Regions from separate parts of the Sus scrofa genome. Here regions 2, 3 and 4 are each linked to region 1. The links are chromatin contacts, called in public HiChIP or PLAC-seq maps. All regions are on one chromosome and are shown on one strand. The core of a region is the stretch at or near the end of the contact, and the rest is flanking DNA. Distances in the headings are between cores, read along the strand shown. Region 1 has its middle 36 kb from the start of CXCL2. Region 2 holds the start of CXCL8 (C-X-C motif chemokine ligand 8). Region 3 has its middle 23 kb from the start of CXCL8. Region 4 has its middle 48 kb from the start of CXCL8.

Region 1 (4,876 bases), core at 1,948-4,447:
GGAGTGAAATCTATTTTTAAAGTGCTCCAAATGTTACTAGTATTATGGTTCTTCCTGTTTTTTTTTTGTTTTGTTTTGTTTTTTTTTTTGTCTTTTTAGGTCCACACCCAGGCTAGAGGTCAAATGAGAGCTGTAGCATTTGGCCTACCCCACAGCCACAGCTATGTCAGATCTTTAACCCCTGAGTGAAGCCAGGGATGCACCCACGTCCTCATGGATACTAGTCGGGTTCATTAACCATTGAGCCACAATGAGAACTCCTGGTTTCCTGCTTTTAACTTTTGTATTTTTTTCTGAACTTAATCATCAGTTCATTAATTTGATAATGTCACGATAAAATCAGTGTTATTAATTATTTAGCAAGTACCTCTTCAGAATGTTATGTGTCAGTCATTGTAGTGGGTGCTGTGAGTAAAACAGAGAATAAGATATAATTCCTTTACAGATCTTAAAATCTAGTAAGAGTACAGGCAGGCACGTAAAATGCAGTGGATGGAGTGTCATCATACAGACAAGTGCACAGGCCACCAGAGCATGTGGAGAGGACCCTTCAGCCATGCTGAGGAAATTAATTTATGGACTGAGCTCTGGGTTTGAGTGTTGAGTTCTTAAGGCAAAAGTGGTATGCAGAGAGAAGTGCCTTCTGGTCTCTCTGGTCTCCATATGGTCTCTCCTCCAGAAACACTGGGGCTGCTCAAGGAGATAGCTCTCTTACAGGAAGACACAGCATAGAATTTCAGGCCACTTACTTAACACTTCTTGGAAAAAAATGACACCCATCCCCAAATTTGAACCTCGGAACACTCAGTGACACTGTCGAATATTACTCCTAGGTCCTTCAGCAAATATATTGTATTGCCCATCTTAATCTTCATTATCACTATTGTTGTTCCTATAATTATGAGAATCCTTTTTGATTTTCCAAGGGCTCAGAAAAAACAGCTGTTAACAACTGGATATTTACAACACATTCAGATTTGCAATATATACAGCAGCCAGCATCGAATGCTCTGAGTCAGAAAAAGGGAACCTAGGGCTAGACAAGGACTGGGCAGACCTGGGCTGCCAGCCAGGGATCTGGCTTTAGCAGGGCAGCCTCTTCCTAAGAAACCAGACCCAAAGTCTGCTGCTCTCCTACCAAACACATTACACATCCAGCCACTCAGCAGCCATAGCTAAACCAATGGACAGTCTGGTGAACACAACTTAAGTATTTTCCTAATCTGGCTTCCATCTCATGTTTATGTCCCCCACATACGATATATACAACCTGGGTCCTACAGCCTATGATGCTTGCTTTGTAGAAACTTCTAGAATAGGTTAAGTTAAAGAGATGTTGGTGGGAATCAGAACTCTCTATTGAACCATTTTTACTTCCCATACCTCACTGAGTATATCTCCTTAACAGCTCTGAAATCTGTCTCTTTTCTTCCTTTCATCCTTCCTTCCTCCTTCTTTCACTTCCTTTCTCTCATCCTTCTTTTCTTCTTAACTTTTGTCTTAGTTCTGGATTACACATATGATTCCCTTTGAGTATATAAAATATGAAAAAGAAAATAAATATTATCTGTCACCTTACTATCCAGACATTATGGCTATTTAAAGTTTTGCTATGTTTTATTTCAACCTTGTGTGTTGTGCATATTCCACAATGTTATGTCTTGGTTATTTCACCTTTAGTGTGTTGTCAGCATTTCTTAACATTTCTATTGCATTTGTGAAGGATTCAAGCATTTAACATTTCCTACTCTTTTAAAAATTTATCCCCCTTCCTAGCTCCACTAGACTAGACTGAGCCCTTCCTTCTCTCCCCCAGGTCACCAGCGAAATCTCTTAAATGGCCAAACCACAAGCTTTCCTCCTCCACCACGCACTCCCTGCTGCCAAGTTCCCACAATATGAATCTGGCCATGTGTTTTCCCAGGCTTACTGGTCAGAGTCTACCCCTCTGCTGTGGTCCTCAGGATTGCTGCCCTGATAAAAGCTTTTCCCTGCTGGTCCCTTGGGCCTCTCCAGACTCCTCTCTAGAACTTTCTCCCCATTTCCTCTCAGCTTCAGTCTTTGTGTGTGTGTGTGTCTTTTTTGCCATTTCTTGGGCCGCTCCCACGGCATATGGAGGTTCCCAGGCTAGGGGTCAAATTGGAGCTGTAGCCACAGGCCTACACCAGAGCCACAGCAATGCGGGATCCGAGCCGCGTCTGCAACCTACACCTCAGCTCACGGCAACGCCAGATCCTTAACCCACTGAGCAAGGGCAGGGATCGAACCCACAAGCTCATGGTTTCTAGTCGGATTCGTTAACCACTGAACCACGACAGGAACTCCCTCAGCTTCAGTCTTGTAAACTATTGTACCTCTGAGTTTTTGCTCATGTTGTTTTCTCTGTCTGCAGTACCTTTCCCCTCTTTTTATATGATAAAAACTGTGCCACCTATAAAATTCCCCCCAGGTAACACCACTGCTTGAGCAGTTCCTGAAGTTCATTCTTGCAATCTCCGCCACACCACAGGAGTAAAGATCTCAAGGTTTGGCCTCTCCTGCCTGTGAGTCTTCCTGTAGCCCACGGTAGCCCTTCCTAAGTGACTTCTTGGCTTCTTCCCCTTCAACAACAGGAGCTGAATTTGAATCCCAAGAAACACTCAAGACAAATCTGCTGCAAAGAAGAAATCTTGGGTAGTTTTTCCGGCTTAGCACTGAGTCCCTGTGCCTGAGGCCAACTTCCTTCTGTTGACTCCATTCCAACATCAGCATGCCTGACTCATGACTCACAGATACTGGGCCCTGGCGTTTGTTGACATGGCTACAAAAAACAGTTGTGGAATTTCCCAAGGATTTCAGAATCTCCCTTTAAAATCCCTTTCCTCAAATATTTCTATCCTAGGCGCCTCTCGAAAAAAGAGTTATCCTCAGGGGCATTGTTACCCTGAGGATAAATCAGCCATTGAAAAGAAATTGCCCTCATGAGCTTGGCTTTGAGGAGCCCCCAAAGGGGAAACTCTGACAAATTAAAATTTAACATGCAAATTTGAATGTAGCAGATGTGAGTGTGGTTTGGGTGGACATCCAAAAAGACAGAAAGATCACTGGGATATTTTTTCCCAGAAGAGATCTGATTCACCATTTTGACCACACAGCCGAACACTCATTTGTCACTGTTATCATTTAAAAGAGTCACAATTACTCACCTGACCATAAGGAGGACATTTTTACATGCTGCCAGCAGTAATGCCACTCAGATAGATGAGAAGTTCATCACAGTCATGGGTGGATGTTTCACGGAGCTGACTACCTGAAGCTCCATGACCCTCACTAGCTTAGCCTTTCTTCAAGGCTGAGGGGAAGAGGGCTGAGCAAGGGCCGTATAGTTTTATAAAATGTGCCAAAGTTATATATTTTAACCACCTGGTTAGGACTGCTTATTCTTACTCCTACTCTCTTTCTTTATACCTCTCCTTGTGCTGGGTGATGTGGATATAGATGGATGTGGATGTTTGAGATCTAGCTGAGAAGTTGAGTTGAGGATGTCTCAATTGAGATGTAGTGATAGATATTTTACTGGCTCACAGTCACGTTGGGAAGAGCTCTGCTTTTACTAGCCATCTTGGGATGGGGTTAGCTTCTAGGAATATCCCTCTCCTTACTGTGCCTGCACACCTTCCCGAGGCAGGGATTCGAATGGACATTAAGGTGGACAACACTAAAGTGGCGTGGTTATGGGAAAAACAAGATTGAAATATGTAGAGCCAGAACCTAGTCTGGGGAAAATTCTTTCAACTGTCAAAATGTAAAGTCAAAAGCAGAGGATTCAGGGATTCCTGTTGTGGCTAACGAACATGACTAGTATCCAGGAGGATGCAGGTTCGATCCCTGGCCTGACTCAGTAGGTTAAGGATTTGGCATTGCTTCGAGTTGCAGTGTAGTTCTCAGACATGGCTGGGATCCTGTGTGGCTGTGACTGTGGTGTAGACTGGCAGCTGCAGCTCCGATTCAACTCCTAGCCTGAGAACTTCCATATGCTGCAGGTGCGGTGCCCCCGCAAAAAAGCATAGGATCAGTTTACATCAAACCGAGACAAAACAAACCTTCACATTTCAGAAATATACTTAATAATGCAATTAGGCTCTACAATTATAAATGTTTCATACTTTTTTTTTCCTATTTGACTGGAATCATGTTACAGAGAATTTATCAGCATTCCTATGTTTGTAGAGCATCCACTTGAGTAGCATAACAAATAACTAAGTTCTTCTGTATATGAAGTCCCATGCTTTATGCATCCAGCTAGCTATAATAAAAGCAAACTTTGATCAACCATCCTAATGGAAAGAATAAACCATCTCTCTATTCTATGTATAGGAGATCATCTCAAAAATAATCATCTTCACTGTTATGTGAAGAGGAGATCAAGATTATGTAACCAAATACACCAGAGGCATATGGAAGTTCTCAGGCTAGGGGTGGAATTGGAGTTGCAGCTGCCAGCCTACACCACAGCCACAGCAACAGCAACATGGGATTGGAGCCGCATCTGCAATCTATACCACAGCTCACAGCAATGCCAGATCTTTTAACCCACTGATCGAAGCCAGGGATTGAACTCGCATCTTTGTGGATACTAGTCAGGCTCTTAACCTGCTGAGCCACAAGAACTCCTACATGTTCATTTTTACATTGTAATTTCAATTTTTCCTTTTAGAGCATCTTTGTAATTATCTGACCCTACAAAACCAGGAACTGCATAATTTAAGATTTTTAAAAAGTTTTATGTTTTAAACAACAGGCTCTTTTGCTGTCCTCCGTGGATTGGCCCTTGTGCCCGCACTAGGAGTCATGTGACATTCCAGAACAATACCAGAAAAAGGCCATTCTCCCTGGA
Region 2 (4,882 bases), core at 249-2,748, 190 kb before region 1:
CAAATAAGATTTTTAGGAAAATAATTGTTGGTGGAATATCTTTGTAGTTTTTTTTGTTTTGTTTGTTTGCTTTTGTCCTTTTAGGGCTGCACCTGTGGCATATGCAAGCTCCCAGGCTAGGGGTCAAATTGGAGCTGCATCTGTGACCTACACCACAGCTCACACAATGCTGGATCCTTAACCCACCCACCGAGTGAGGCCAGGGATCGAACGCACATCCTCATTACCACTGAGCCACAATGGGAACTCCTTTTTTGTAGCTTTGAAGTCAATCATCTGACAAAAATGAGAAATCAAGCCATAGCTCTTAGAGTAAATGGAAATTCACCTGTTTAACATTTAATCTAAGAAATTTATGTAGATTAACTTTATGAGATAGGTGGATGCTATTAAACCCGTTTTATAGATATAAACTGGAACTCAGGAAACCTAAAAGCCACACAAAAACTAGGTGGCTGAATCAGGGTTTAAACCCAAATGCACTTTCCACTAAGCACACGCTGCTTACCTTCCTATTACGTGCTGCCTCATCCCCTCCAACCAAGTAGCCTCAGTGAACCACATCCTGGAGCATAAACAATTCTTCATTTTACCACCTGAGTATCTTTGAATCATGTCCCCACCTAAATATTCTTGTTCTCTTCATCCTCTTCTGTTAAAGTCCTCCGTACCTTGCTCAAAATGTTCACGCACTATTCTATCCTCATATTCTCGTTGGAATCAATATCTTGGTATCACTTGTTTGTTCTGTAATATATTCTGGTCTTTATGCTGCTTTCATTTTCTATTAGATCAACCTCCTTAAAAACAAGTGCATAGTCTTACCCATCTCTAGATTCCCACACTACTCAGAAGTTGCTTGAGAAGTATTTGTGGAACTGAACTGAAAGGTGTGCCCTTTCACTCTGTTAAACATTAGAAAACCGAATCTTTTGAAAAGTTGTTAACATGCTCTTTGAGAGCAGTAATCTCTCCTGGATACTTTCCCAAATGCTTAGAAATGGACTTCTGGTAAATTATGTCCCCAGTAAAAGTGATTACCTAGATTACCTTCTCTACTATTACAGCTCATCTAATTTACCTAAAGAAGTAATTGTGCCATAAAAGAATAATCACAAATGATAGTCCTCTAACAGCTGCCAGATAGTACCATGATAAAGCTACTTACAAATACAAAAGATGGCAATTGACAATAGGGTTCAAACTAGGAAAAACTGAAGCATCTTAAACAATATTTTAAAACGTGTTAAAAGAGACATGCTTTTTAACAAAATCAAAACAATTAAATTCTTTGAAAGATCAGGTAAGAAGCTCAATGCTGCTGAAAACATGATAAGAAACCAATCATTAGAGGAGTCAGATGACTCAGGTCTGCTCTCAAAGGGCGGGGGGATGGTTGCGTAGTGTGGAATTTCCTCTGACATGATGTAAGCATGAGGGCGCACATGTTCCCTACTCTTGAGATGGTATAAAAAGCCACAGGAGCTCTCCATCCAGCACAAGTCCCCTGGGACAGCAGAGCTCACAAGCTCCTAGGACCAGAGCCAGGAAGAGACTAGAAAGAAAACAGCTCGTGTCAACATGACTTCCAAACTGGCTGTTGCCTTCTTGGCAGTTTTCCTGCTTTCTGCAGCTCTCTGTGAGGGTAAGCAATATTTCTGATGTATAGAGTGTTCCTGTGTCTAAATGTGGTCCTCAGATAGCAAGATGATCGCAAAGGCCTTGATAAACATCTTTTTTATTTAAGGAAAGAAAACCAAGGATGGTTTTCTTTCCTTAAATAAAAATTGAATGTTAAATTTTTAGATGACATCAGAACGATATTTAGAAAAGTATAAAGTTGATTTATAATACATGTTCTATTCCTATCATTCATACTCTATAGCATGAATATATTTAACATTAGAGTATATCTTATCGGAGGCCACAATAAGAGGTCCCTAAATTAACTATTGAGTAAGGTAACGCAGGTAATTTGGCTCCATCTACTATTTCATTGACAAACTTCAGACAACTATCAATGGTTCTTTGGCTTAAACATATCTTGACAGATTATAAACTCTATTGGGATCCCTCTGATGAAAGAAATATAGTTTAAAATTATTATGATATATCTAATGATATATATATATACTGTATGTATTTTTACATATCATACTGTATTTCTTTCAGTATTCATTTAAACAGTGTGTGTATGTGTATATATATATATATATATATATATATATTCTTTTATGCATTAAGGATTTTGTTAAGATATAGGACAATCTCTGTGCCACTCCCATCTTTCTCTATTAATTCTTCCTGAAGGTATTTCCTTATTGGTGGATCTTAGCTTGCCTAACATCAATAGCACTGTGGTATCCCAGAAGATTATGCCATATCAAGTAGGAGGAAAAAGTACTGTGATGATGTCAGCATTGCCTAAAGACAACTCAAAGTCTTTATGTCATTCAGGATTGTCAAGAATGACTCTTCTTAAAACAAAGAGAAAACTGAGATCAGGGGCTAGGAGACTATCTAGCCATCAATTTCAGGACTAAGTTTGCTAAAGATGTGATTTTTACCAAATGCATAGTCATCAAATGACCACACTGGAATTAATGAGCATAAAGCCTCTTGATGAAATTAATCCTTAATTGCCTTTTTTTGCCCACAGCTGCAGTTCTGGCAAGAGTAAGTGCAGAACTTCGATGCCAGTGCATAAATACGCATTCCACACCTTTCCACCCCAAATTTATCAAGGAACTGAGAGTGATTGAGAGTGGACCCCACTGTGAAAATTCAGAAATCATGTAAGTAATTTCAAAAGTGATTAGATATTTCACTCTAGCAAACCTAGAATTGGGGGAGGTGGAAGAAACCAACAAAGTTCTAAGAACTATCAATTCATAGTGAGCAAAACAAAAAGGAAAAATTCTTTGTCTGCATGGCATTTAAATATGGCCCCTTCCATGACTCATAGCTAAAAATTGGCTTGGGCTTAGATTTTATGCCTGTACTTAAGGAACCATGACCTGAATGGCAAAAGGATGTTGGAAACCCTTAAATATTGATTTTAACTGTTATCTCTCTCATTTCAGTGTTAAGCTTGTCAATGGAAAAGAGGTCTGCCTGGACCCCAAGGAAAAGTGGGTGCAGAAGGTTGTACAGATATTTTTGAAGAGGTAAGTTTTTTAAAAATTTTGATTATTTATCTTGTGACATACAGTAAAAGTTAGCTTATAAATTTCCAGCTGCTGCTGCAAATTTTCTCTTTTAAGTATCTGCCTCTTTGATGAAAAACAAACAAACAAAGAAATTAGCAGCAACAGTGAGCTTCTTGTACTTGTAATTGGGAGGTAATGCATCCAGAAAGTATGGGCAAGCGTCTTGCCCTGGATCAGTAGTATGTCTCCCTCTCAATCTCAGAAGTGTTTAGATGACAACTTATTTAACCTCTCTATTTATAGTTGAAAATATAGGGTATTTCTAACACATAAATATCTAAGACCCTATTAATATCTATATTAGATATATTTTCAAGAGCGTACATTCCTCCTTATTTAAGTACCGTTCGTTTTTAACTTTTTTAAAAATTTCATTTATTTTTAGAACTGAGAAGCAACAACAACAGCAGTAACAACAACAAGCAAAAACCCATTCTCCGTGGCTCCCAAGAATTTCTCAGTAAAGATGCCAACACAACTTCAATCAAATCTACATCTATGCCTCATTCCTGTGCTGGTCAGACATAGGGTTGCCAGAGAAATCACAGGATGCCCAGTTATATTTGAATATTAAGTAAAACAATGAATTATTTCCAGTGTCCCATGCACGTTGTTCTATACTAACATTTTAAAAATTCTTCGTTGTTTGCTGTAAATTCAAATTTAGCTGGAAATCCTGTTTTGGCTTTTTGTTATTATAATTATTAATATTATTAAATCTTGCAACCCTAGGCTGCTGGCCAGCATTCACAAGTCTCTGCTCAACTGCACCTCAGTTTCTTCTTTATCCCCAAACTGGAGAAAAAGCTTCAGCCCCCATCCTACCTTGAGGACATGTGGATGTACTTTAACTTTGATTGACAGTCATGTAAAATATTTTCAAGTGTAATTTATTCACTTATTTATTATTTATATATTTATTTTAGTATCAAATAGAGTAATGTTTGTGCATGAATTTGGAGAAATGGAAAAGAAGCATTGTTGATAGGATAGTCTCATGATAGTAGTGAATTTCTATTTATTTTACATATTAAGTGGTGTATTATGGAACTATTTTTATCAAGGTCATTGTATTATGATCAGAGTTGCCAGATTTGGCAAATTGTTAAACGAACAGAATACCCAGTTAAGTACATTATTATTTATCTGAAATTTTATTTGAACTAGTTATCCTACTTTTGAAACTCCTAGTCTTGTTTTATGACTGCAAGCTTTGTTATGCAGTGCTGTATTGAATGACGTGAATTTTAAATTAGGACTAGTTTTTTCAAAACAGCAAAAATTCACCAGGCAATATCAATAAAGTCATTTCTTATTATTTATTCTTTATTTTGTACAATTAGATTCTCATAATTTTATTTAAATTATTGTATGTTTTAACACCAACTTTTTTTTACCTTAATTTGTTTTTATGTATTTCCAAAGAGATTCTTTTAGTATTTTTTATGTTACAAAATTGTGAGTGTAACTATAGAACATTTACAATAAAATTTATTATAAAAGTCATCAGGAGTTTGTCTTTCTCTTTGCAGTTTTAAGATTTATTGTTTTATATATTTATATTAAAAAATCATATTTTTATAATTCCTGTCATGGCTCAGTAGTTAATGAACCTAGCTAACATCCATGAGGAAGACAGTTTGATTCCTGGCCTCACTCAGTGGGTTAAGAAT
Region 3 (4,703 bases), core at 902-3,401, 210 kb before region 1:
GTTATCTCTTTGGGTTTGCTATCTGTCTCTCTTTACTTGTGACTCCAGGTTTTGGTTTGGGGCATAGATTTGTTTGTTCTCTGGATCTTAGATCTGACACTCATCGTGCTTCTAAACTTAGAGCTGTTAGATCTTGGTTTTAGATATTTATTTACTTGCTTTATTTTCAAATTCCTGATTATGGTTGTGACTTTTGCCTTTGGGGGGGCATTTTCCCTTCAAATTGTGCATTTAATATACTTCCTTATTCATGTTACTCATGTTTTCCTTCAAATGACTCTCCTTGCTGAAATTTTCTTCAATATTCAAAGCCTAGTTTTATTTTTAATTTTTTTTTTTTTTTTTTTTTTTTTTTTTTTTTGTCTTTTGCCTTTTGTAGGGCCACTCCAATGGCAAATAGAGATTCCCAGGCTAGGGGTTTAATCAGAGCTGTAGCCACCAGCCTATACCAGAGCCACAGCAACAAGGGATCCGAGCTGAGTCTGCAACCTGTACCACAGCTCACGGCAACGCCAGATCCTTAGCCCACTGAGCAAGGCCAGGAATTGAACCTGCAACCTCATGGTTCCTAGTCGGATTCATTAACCACTGAGCCATGACGAGAACTCCAGTTTTTTTATTTTTTGTCTTTTGTCTTTTTAAGGCCACACCCACAGCATATGGAGGTTCCGAGGCTAGGGGTCAAGCCAGAGCTACAGCTGCCAGGCTATGCCACAGCCACAGGAAGTCACAAGCTGTGTCTGTAACCTACACCACAGCTCACAGCAACACCGGATCCTTAACCCACTGAGCAAGGCCAGGGATTGAACCCACTTCCTCATGGATACTAATTGGGTCTGTTAACCGCTGAGCAATGACGGGAATTCTCAAAGCCTAGTTTTATTACATTCTCTTCCAAGAAGACTTTCCCAATCCTCTCAGTTAGAATAAACTTCCTTTAGCTCTGTGTTTTCTGCGTCTTAAATGAGAAACTATCTTACAGCAAGGATGTCCGTTCAAGATTATGTTTGTGCAATGCTCTGGACCAATTAGTATCTTTACCTTACTGAATTGAAGTGCTGGCCGTGCTGCCATTGTGATGTCTTGCAAGTACTGACCGTAGATATCATCTAGACTAGAGCTTTAGGATATCAAGAGTACAAAAACAGGCCTGTTTAATATTAGCTTTTTGTGGTCAAGCTCCAAACTTGACCATTGTTCCAAGGAGATTTTTTAAAAAGCTTGCTTTTTGAGATTGGATGCAAAGGACAGGTCACAAGTTTGAATTTCTGAGAAGACTTGAAATCAAGCTGTATGCAATCCTGAATTTCATGGGTAGAATGGCCATGGATTTGTTTTCCAGTTCTTATAAAACAGAATTTGTGAAACGGCCATCAGATGAAATTAAGAAGAGCTAAATGTAGAGAAATTTAAAGGAAATATGACTTTTTATAGTGAGTAATATACTTAATGAAGTTATTCTTCCAAACTTCATAAGAAGTGTATATAAATTCACAGTCGCCCTTCTAATCTCCTTCAGCTGTTGTATGAGAGAAGAAGACCTTCACTTGGAATCAGGCATTCTGAATTCGGATCTTGTTTTTCACTACCAGATATGGGAGTGTGGTAAAGTCACTTAAATGTTCTGATTCTCAGTTCCCCCCTTCCATTGCAAAATGGGGATATAGTACATCCTGCTGGTGCCTACTTTTGAGCTAGTGCATCCATCCCCCAGCTACTAAGAGGACTGGCTAATAATGAGTTTTGGCTGTCTCCTTGCCAGGAAATGCCCCTGAATGAGGTGCTTATACCCACCTTCTTCCTCTGATAGCTTACAGCCAATGAGTAGCTAGTATCGGTGATGGAAATTAATGATGCCTATCTCACAGAGTTGTTAGGATGAAATAAGACAACATGCTGAAAATGCCAAGAAAGAAAGAAAGAAAGAGAGAGAGAGAAAGGAAGAAGAGAAAGAAAGGGAAGGAAAGGAAAGGAACTAAGAAAATTATAGGTTTGTATCGCTAATCGATAAGGTTGGACTCATCAAAGAATGTAGTCATGATCTTTTACACTTTCTAAAGTCAGAATTCTGGGTGGAATTGTTGACATATGTAAATGACATTTATTTGCTCATATGAGGAACAAGCTTTCTAAATCCTCAAAAGAAACGCTATCTCATGGCAGTGCCAACGAACTGTGAGGTAAGAGGATGTGTCCTCCATGTTAGTCTGTCTTCCTTAACCACTTCCTGGCAAGTTGCACGTATTCATACTTTTAAATAAGTAGAATATTTGACGTGGCTTCTCTTGATCCATTGGAAGCTAATCGAAGATTTTATTTGATTTGAGGGTTCAGAATCAGCAACTATAAGTAATTCTCAAATGATAGTGATAACAGTTTAGCTGTATATTGAATGTGTATCATGTGTTGATTATTGTACATCCATTCATCCTATAAGTTAATCCTTCAAGATCATTATAATTATCCCAAATTTGCACACAGGAACTGGAAATGCTGTCACTGGATGAATTGCTGAATGTCACACCACTGGTAAGACTCAGGGTTGGAAGCCAAGATTGTCTGACCTGTGCTCTGTTGAGCTGAATTAGGGCTACATGAAGTTAAATTCATGTCTATGTTTTTATTTATTTATATTTTTATTTCATAAATTAGACCTGAGCCTAAACACCAGAACATGGAAGAAGGGTAAGAATAATGGTATGAACTGCTCTTAGCTCAGATATTTACAAGGAACCAGCCAAGAGATTACAGAGAACCACTAAAAGAGAGCCCTTGTCTATTGGTTAATCATAGCTGAGGAAGTGAATGGTATCATTATTTCATAAAACCTGAGAATAAGGGCTAAGGTGAGGGATTGTCCTTAATACTCACAGCTTGGGAAAGAAAATTCTCCCAAACTTGGGTGCCCAGTTGCTCAATTTTTTCATGTCATCGTGGGTACGTGATTCAAAGGTAGAAAGAAGATGTGGGTAGTGAGAAGTCTGGCAGATTCAATCACTGCAAAAGATAAACACAAGCTACCAACAGTGGGATCAGGTTAACCTGAGTTGAGGAAGCTAGGTAAAAATGTTGTTGCTGAACAGAAGTGTTTCCAGTCTCCCATGAAATGTGTTTGGCACTATCTCCTTTTTCCATGAATGCTGTCCAAAATTGGTTACTGTTTGAGGAATGTTGCTCATTTTTTTTCTTCAAGGATGGTGCTCAAACAACCTGATACCTGCTAATGTGAATCTATTTTCAAAAAAACATTTCAGAAGCATCATAGAATGACTGACTCGTGAAAATTCTCCCTGGATATATTAATTTTTTTCTTAATAAATGCACAAAATTCAAGACACTAATAAGATTGCTTATTAAAATACATCCAATCTGGTGATCAATCCAGGTAATATTTACTAGATAGATTTAATATATCTCTTTTTTTCCTTTCCTTTTTATGTATTTGTTTATTTCCCTACAGGTGATTAAATTATCCAGAGCCAAGGGAATAAATACCAAAATAACATTACAGTAAACTAAAGACTACCTGATCTAACAGGGTTGTTCAAATAAATAATAAGTTTAGACTAAACATAGGTAGAAATTACTGAAAATTTTCCTTATAATGCTTGGTTTCCTTATAATGCTTGGTTATCCTTTAGCATTTTCAAGCTTGCTTCTATAAGAGCTCATATATCTTAAAGATAATGTGATTTTAAAACAAGCACATACATTAGAAATGTGAATTCTTTTCTGAAATATACAAAATTTCACAGTTTTTAAGGAAAGAGATGACACAAAAGAAAACCATACCATGGCTTTGTTATAGCTATACTTTGAGAAATGTCAACATTTTGTGGGTGATCGGAATGGGAAACTTTAAAAAAAATGACATTTACTTATTCTGACAGTTCCTCCAAATGATAACAACACTGTTGAAACTCCATGTATAAGTTCATCACTAGGAAACTGCAGAAAGGAATGATGAAGATGAGTTTAACTTATGTTTAGGCTTAGTCCAAAAGAGATTAAGTGGCTTTCTCAAGGTCACATAGCAGACAAGCAGCTGAGCAAGAGATCAGAAACCAGTTCCCTGATATTCTAGTCATTGTTGACTGCCTGGGAAGTACTTTACAGCAAGAGGAAATTGAGTTAAAGCATTTAATGTGTCTAAGTATCAGCCTTTACTATTTCAGGATAGACCTCACTACCTGAAGTTTATCTGGCCTGGTGAGCCTGCAACAAGATTTGTATTGTATAGTATTTAGAGTGCTATACATGTGTTATTATGAAAAAGGGACCGAAATATGTGAGTAAAAGGGAAATAAAGGGAAATGATTTGTTTAAGTCAGTCCATTAGATGAAATCCCAAATCTATGTCAGGTGGTTTGATAAGGATTCTATATAGGGAGCTTGGCATATAGATTAATTCTGGTGTTGTGAATATTGAGGTCCCTTTTTATGTTTAGAGGTTTTGTCCCACTTTGTAAGTAGAAACTCTTTACTCATAAAAAACATGTCCAAATATTTCTAACTCCTTGAATTGTAGCTGCATTTTAAGCTCTGGATACACAGCAAGTGAAAAATAGAAACTACAATCTGCAGTATAGACTTTGACTTAGATGATTCTAAGGACACTTAGAGCTCTCAAATCCTAAGTGTGACGCTAGCCAGGAATTGCTAATACCTTGTGTACAATGAGATTCCGTGAGATGAGATGAGAT
Region 4 (5,229 bases), core at 2,016-4,515, 240 kb before region 1:
GGAAAGAGACTCTGCAAAACAAACCATGGAACTGGGATTGTGTAACCCCGGGGAAGCCAGTGGAACAAAGATTCTCAGGAATAGAGCAGAAGGTGGCAGGGTCAGGTGCTCCTGTGTGGGCATGTGGAAAGAAAGAAGTACTAGGACTGTCTCAACACTCGCTCTGCCTTTTTTTTTTTTTGGCTTTTTAGAGCCTCACCCGAGGCATATGGAGATTCCCAGGCTAGGGGTCGAAGAGGAGCTGTAGCTGCTGGCCTACACCACAGCCACAGCAACGCAGGATCCGAGCTTCATCTGCGACCTACACCACAGCTCATGGCAATGCCTGATCCTTATAACCCACTTAGCGAGGGCAGGGATGGAACTGGAAACCTCATGGTTCCCAGTGGGATTCCTTTCCACTGTGCCACAATGGGAACTCCCCTGTCTATTTTAATTAATAGTGGTATTCACGGACCTCTAGAACTGTAAGTTTCTCAAATGTTGAGAATACATTGGTGGTGAGGATCTCAAATGATACTTTATGAGAGAAAGAGGTGGACAACGTTTGGACACAGATTGTCCTTGTGAGTCAGTGTTAGGGGTGGAAGGGCCATGGAGGGGGGTCGAACGTGGGCTGGCTGGACCCAACGCACTGCAGAGTGAAGGGCTAGAGAGGTGGGGGTGTTCCTAACCTCTGAACTTTCCTAGAAGTCAACTCAGAGAACTCCTAGGCTCTGAAAGGGATGGAAAGGCTTCTGAGCTCATTTTCTGAGAGTGAGCATGGCAGGAGGTGGAGAAGAGAACTGATGTCAGCACTTTATTTGCAAGACATTAAGGTGGTGGGAAGATAACATTGGGAAGAGAAAGCAGAAATGACTGCAAGACACATCCTGACATTTTACGCTGGTTGACTTGTGGGCTCTTATTAATAATCCTTGGGAAGTGGGAGTTCCCAACGTGGCTCAGCAGTAATGAACCCAACTAGCATCCATGAAGACGCAGGTTTGATCCCTTGCCTTGCTCAGTGGTTCAGGGATCTGGCGTTGCCGTGAGCTGTGGCGTAGGTTGCAGAAGCAGCTCAGATAGCATGTTGCTGTGGCTGTGGCTGTGGTGTAGGATGGCAGCTGCAGCTCTGATTTGACCCCTAGCCTGGGAACTTTCATATGCTACAGGGGTGGCCCTGAAAAAAAAAAAAAAAAGAGTCCTTGGGAAGAAAATAAACACATTGCTAATCCATGCCCCCCTCCCCACCCCCAGTGGTAAACAGTAGGAAAGAGAGTCTAAAGTGTTTTGGTTTTGACAATTTTGTTTAGATAATAATGTTTTGACTTGGTTCAAGCCAGAGTGTTAATGGCCTGTAATTGGAACATTTCCCTGCCTCTTTTGATGTGTCCCAGAGAGGGAGGTAAGTTCTCTCATCCCCTATTCAGGATATGTATTATTATATATATTATATTATAATAATATAATTATACATACACATGTATTCAATTATGAGAAACTGAAAAAGACAAAAAATGATCTGAGGACCTCAGGGACTGCACTAGGCCTGCTGGGATCCTACTGTCAATAGCATGTTTATTATTTTCTCCTTAACTATGCTTGTTATTATCTTTTTTTTTTTTTGTCTTTTTGCCTTTTTCTAGGGCTACTTCCCGCAGCATATGGAGGTTCCCAGGCTAGGGGTCTAATTGGAACTGTAGCCACCGGCCTATGCCAGAGCCACAGCAACGCAGGATCTGAGCCGAGTCTGCGACCTACACCACAGCTCATGGCAACGCCAGATCCTTAACCCACTGAGCAAGGCCAGGGATCGAACCTGCAACCTCATGGTTCCTAGTCGGATTCATTAAACACTGTGCCACAATGGGAACTCCCTATACTTGTTATTATCTTTTGTTCACTTCTGTGAGTACGTGTTGTGCAAAGCATCACACCAAGCCCTCATATGGAAGGACACATGACTTTCTCTCCTTTAGGTGCAGACAGTCCCACCAAGACAAGCTCAAAGTCCATCATATTTATCTCCATATCTCTGGCACCTCATACATAGACAATGGTTTAAAATATTTGCTTAGTAACTATATGAGTGCTGCAGTGAGGCTAGGCACATATCCAAGCAACTTGAAGATGAATTCTTATTTCCAACTCTTTCAAAGCTGACTACAGTGTATTGCACATGATGTAGGGCCTCAATCAGTACCATTTTAATGAGAAAAATACATTTCAGTCCACAATCTGGAGCCAAATTTTTACTTCTGTCTCATGGATGTTGCCATATTGACATGTTAGAGGTGAAAGTTGCCATTTTGCAGATGTCTCCATGCAATATTTGATTGTGTGTCTGCAAGTTTGAGTTATTCTATGGGAAGTAAAGGCCCTCTCACAATAGAAGCATTTTGTGTATAATTGATACTGAAATACAAGAATGTCAGTTGGCGACTTTACTGAACAATCAGTAGAAACCAAATACTTAAAACCAACAGCACAATATGACTGTGGTGGGTGATGGCCCTTTGAAAGGTTATATTTATGAGCTAGTATACTTTATTTTTTATAAAAGGTCAAATCTCTTAAATTATAGACCTCTGTAGAAAGATGAAGAATTGAACTTGAAGGAAGAATTGAGCTAGGAGGAAGAACTGAACTAGGAATCAAACTAGGATAAAAATTTCATTGACATAATATTGGATAATCCCATTAGGATTAAAATTTCCCTTTAAAAGAAAAATTCTTAGGCAAGAAGGATAATTTAACAAAGATTTCTATGATTTTATAATTTGAATCATATTGAGGCAATCTGCCCTAGAAAAAAAATTACTCTACGCCTGTCACGAGCCAGACCCGACTCTATTGCCAACACCAAGGTCTTTGGACACCTCTGCTTCTGTTTCCCCATCTGTTCAATGAGGAAGTTGTGTGGGAACAGCTGTTTATAACCACACAGATCCAAATTCCTCCTTATTATACTTTATAAATACTTTAGACTATTCCTTCCTATTTAAAAATGAAAAGAGGAAGCAACATAACCTCTTTGTACATGTATTAATGGAACTTGATATAATATTTTCTCCATAATATAAGGCAGAAATAGAGGGAAACAATTGATCATTAACTACTATGTGTTTGTCATAAATGTTCAGGTATAGATATTCAAGAAGACATGATGGAACAGACAGGTGCCTGTACCTATTTATAAAGAATGAATTTACATTTGAGAGAAGTAAGTAGCTCCTAAACCACTCCATACAAGATGTGCACAGGACTAAAAGCCCAGGAGTCTGGGTGTGGACACTAGGATAAAAAACACTGTCAGGGTAAATAAAAACAGACCAGGCTGATTTGTAGATGATAAAAGGAGAGACATGGAGAAAATAAGGAAGTATGACACTTTGACAGCTTTGTTTGCTGTTTCTTTGTAAAATGTTTATTTAGTCGTGTAGGTTTCACTACTTGATTTGAAAAGAAAAAAAATTCTTGACAGAGTGAGCAACTTAGTCATTCAAATACCATAGGGAGATAAGAGAAACAGAGAATGCTAGGGCATTGCTGTTTTTTATAGAGTAAGTGGAAGACTTCTCTGAAGAGGGAGGTTTGCATGGAGAACAGAAGGAAGAAAGGAAGATCCTGCAAAGCTGAGGAAGACTTGGTTGGGGGGTGACCCTTAGAATTGGGAGGGCAGGCCAGCTCCAGAAGGCAGAACTCAAAGTGTAAAGCGCAGAAGTGGCAGAGGGTGAGGTACAGGGTGGGACTTGGGGGCTAATCCTGTGGGGACTTAAAATTCACTGAAAACTTTCATCTTAGTGAGACAGGAGGCCACTGGAGATATTGAACTTGGTAGTAACAGGCTAAAACTTGTCCAAGCCTTTGTTTCTTTTATTCACTCAGAATTAATATGTTTTCTATTGAAAATAGAGTCTGGAGAAAGGCGAAGAAGTAGCTCAAACAACTAGACCAATTAGGAGGTTCTAGCAGGACTTAAGGGGAGAGTGGGTGGTGGTCTGGACCTGAGTGGTAGCAGAAGAGGAACTAGGAAGTAGCTGAATTTTATAAATATGTTAAACAGAGAGCAGACAGAAGTTTTTGTAGGAGAAGGATGTGGGTGCAGGATAAGGGGAGCGGTCATGACTATGTTGCCTTAAAAAAAAAAGGTACAACCTGAAAGTTGAGAGTTAAGTTTTATTTGGGGTGAAATTAGGACTTAAGCCCAGGAGATGCATCTCATGTAGCCCTGAGAAATTGCTCTGCTCCAGAGGAAGTGAGGGGGAAAGCTAGGATATGAATTTTTAACAACAAAGGGAAGGTAGTAAGAACAAAATATTTATAGATAACCAGATTTACAGGAAAAGATTTATAGAAATCCAGTTTCTATGGGAAGAGGTGAGCATCTGGGCTTCCTAGAATCACTCCTTTGATATGCATCTCAACTGCGGGGGCGGGGGAGGGGAGGGGACACGACAGTCTTTGTTTCTTTCTTCAGTTCCCCCAGGGCTCACCAGCCAACCCTTGGGAGTGACTGCATTCACAGATGAGGACATCTTTTGTTTTAAGTTAACTGCAGCCCTGGAGGCAGTATCTCAGACAGCTCTGAAATAGCACCCCAAAGAGGAAAGGGGGAATATCAAGCTCTAAGTGATAAAGGTGAGGGGGGAAGTGCCTGCAGCCAGGCACATGTTTTACAAAGTCTGCTGCTGGTCTTATGGAGGTTACTACTAGTCACCAGGAGCAGACATCACTTGGGGAGTTGTAGTGTTTTTCTAGACATGAGGAGATACAAGAAATGGGCTCATAAAAATCTTCTCCTATAAATATCTCCTATTTGAAGACCTGCTCTTCCAGCAGAGCAGAGTGCCTCTCTCCTGGTCTCCACCCTGAGCTCTGCTCAGGGGGTGCTGAGGGTCAGCAGCTGCCATGGATCATGAGTTAATCCATGCAGAGGATGATGGCAAGTGCCAAACTTCAGTTTACAACTAACATCAAGTTTTAGCTTGAGCACCTTGGAGAATCTACTTCCTGAAAGGGGGACATTTAAGGAGAATCATAGCAAAATCAGTAGCTTAAGTTTAAACTCTGGGTTACCAACCTACCTTTAATAAGTGTCACTTCTTATTCACTATCTCTCAAATACTGTTAATCCAGGGCCCCCTCCCTTTTTTTTTTTTTTTTTTTTTCCAAGCTTGTATAGAGAATACGAATCTTATCCTATGAATTCAAGTATATGGGAAAATTCCCCTTCCTTTAAAAAAT

The links. HiChIP or PLAC-seq counts read pairs in DNA pulled down with a chosen protein or histone mark.
Region 2: a contact with region 1 is called in an H3K27ac HiChIP or PLAC-seq map of skeletal muscle. The contact joins the promoter of CXCL8 here to the enhancer-like site in region 1. A contact is called at or near these places in 4 of 47 Hi-C or Micro-C datasets (alveolar macrophages, fetal heart ventricle, psoas muscle and 1 more) and 2 of 2 datasets of contacts at active chromatin or transcription factors (alveolar macrophages and skeletal muscle).
Region 3: an H3K27ac HiChIP or PLAC-seq map of alveolar macrophages shows a contact between it and region 1. The contact joins two enhancer-like sites. A contact is called at or near these places in 1 of 47 Hi-C or Micro-C datasets (embryonic fibroblasts) and 2 of 2 datasets of contacts at active chromatin or transcription factors (alveolar macrophages and skeletal muscle).
Region 4: an H3K27ac HiChIP or PLAC-seq map of alveolar macrophages shows a contact between it and region 1. The contact joins two enhancer-like sites. A contact is called at or near these places in 1 of 47 Hi-C or Micro-C datasets (embryonic fibroblasts) and 1 of 2 datasets of contacts at active chromatin or transcription factors (alveolar macrophages).

Annotation. Positions count from the first base shown.
Region 1 is chr8:70,118,479-70,123,354 of Sscrofa11.1, forward strand. No RefSeq gene overlaps it. Among named protein-coding and RNA genes, the nearest start is that of CXCL2, 36 kb to the right of the region's middle. Within about 2 kb of position 3,198, at least 44 of the 83 cell types and tissues checked have an H3K27ac peak or open chromatin away from gene starts, as enhancers often do. A contact at or near this core is called in alveolar macrophages and skeletal muscle, where this site is marked.
Region 2 is chr8:69,931,148-69,936,029 of Sscrofa11.1, forward strand. CXCL8 (C-X-C motif chemokine ligand 8) reads left to right here and starts at 1,499. Exons shown (of 4, transcript NM_213867.1): 1 at 1,499-1,645; 2 at 2,660-2,795; 3 at 3,084-3,167; 4 at 3,595-4,714. The coding sequence starts at 1,582. The coding sequence ends at 3,622. It overlaps LOC106504691 (a long non-coding RNA gene), which reads right to left and starts at 978. Exons shown (of 4, transcript XR_002346702.1): 1 at 509-978.
Region 3 is chr8:69,907,465-69,912,167 of Sscrofa11.1, forward strand. No RefSeq gene overlaps it. Among named protein-coding and RNA genes, the nearest start is that of CXCL8, 23 kb to the right of the region's middle. Within about 2 kb of position 2,152, at least 3 of the 83 cell types and tissues checked have an H3K27ac peak or open chromatin away from gene starts, as enhancers often do. A contact at or near this core is called in alveolar macrophages, where this site is marked.
Region 4 is chr8:69,882,521-69,887,749 of Sscrofa11.1, forward strand. No RefSeq gene overlaps it. Among named protein-coding and RNA genes, the nearest start is that of CXCL8, 48 kb to the right of the region's middle. Within about 2 kb of position 3,266, at least 7 of the 83 cell types and tissues checked have an H3K27ac peak or open chromatin away from gene starts, as enhancers often do. A contact at or near this core is called in alveolar macrophages, where this site is marked.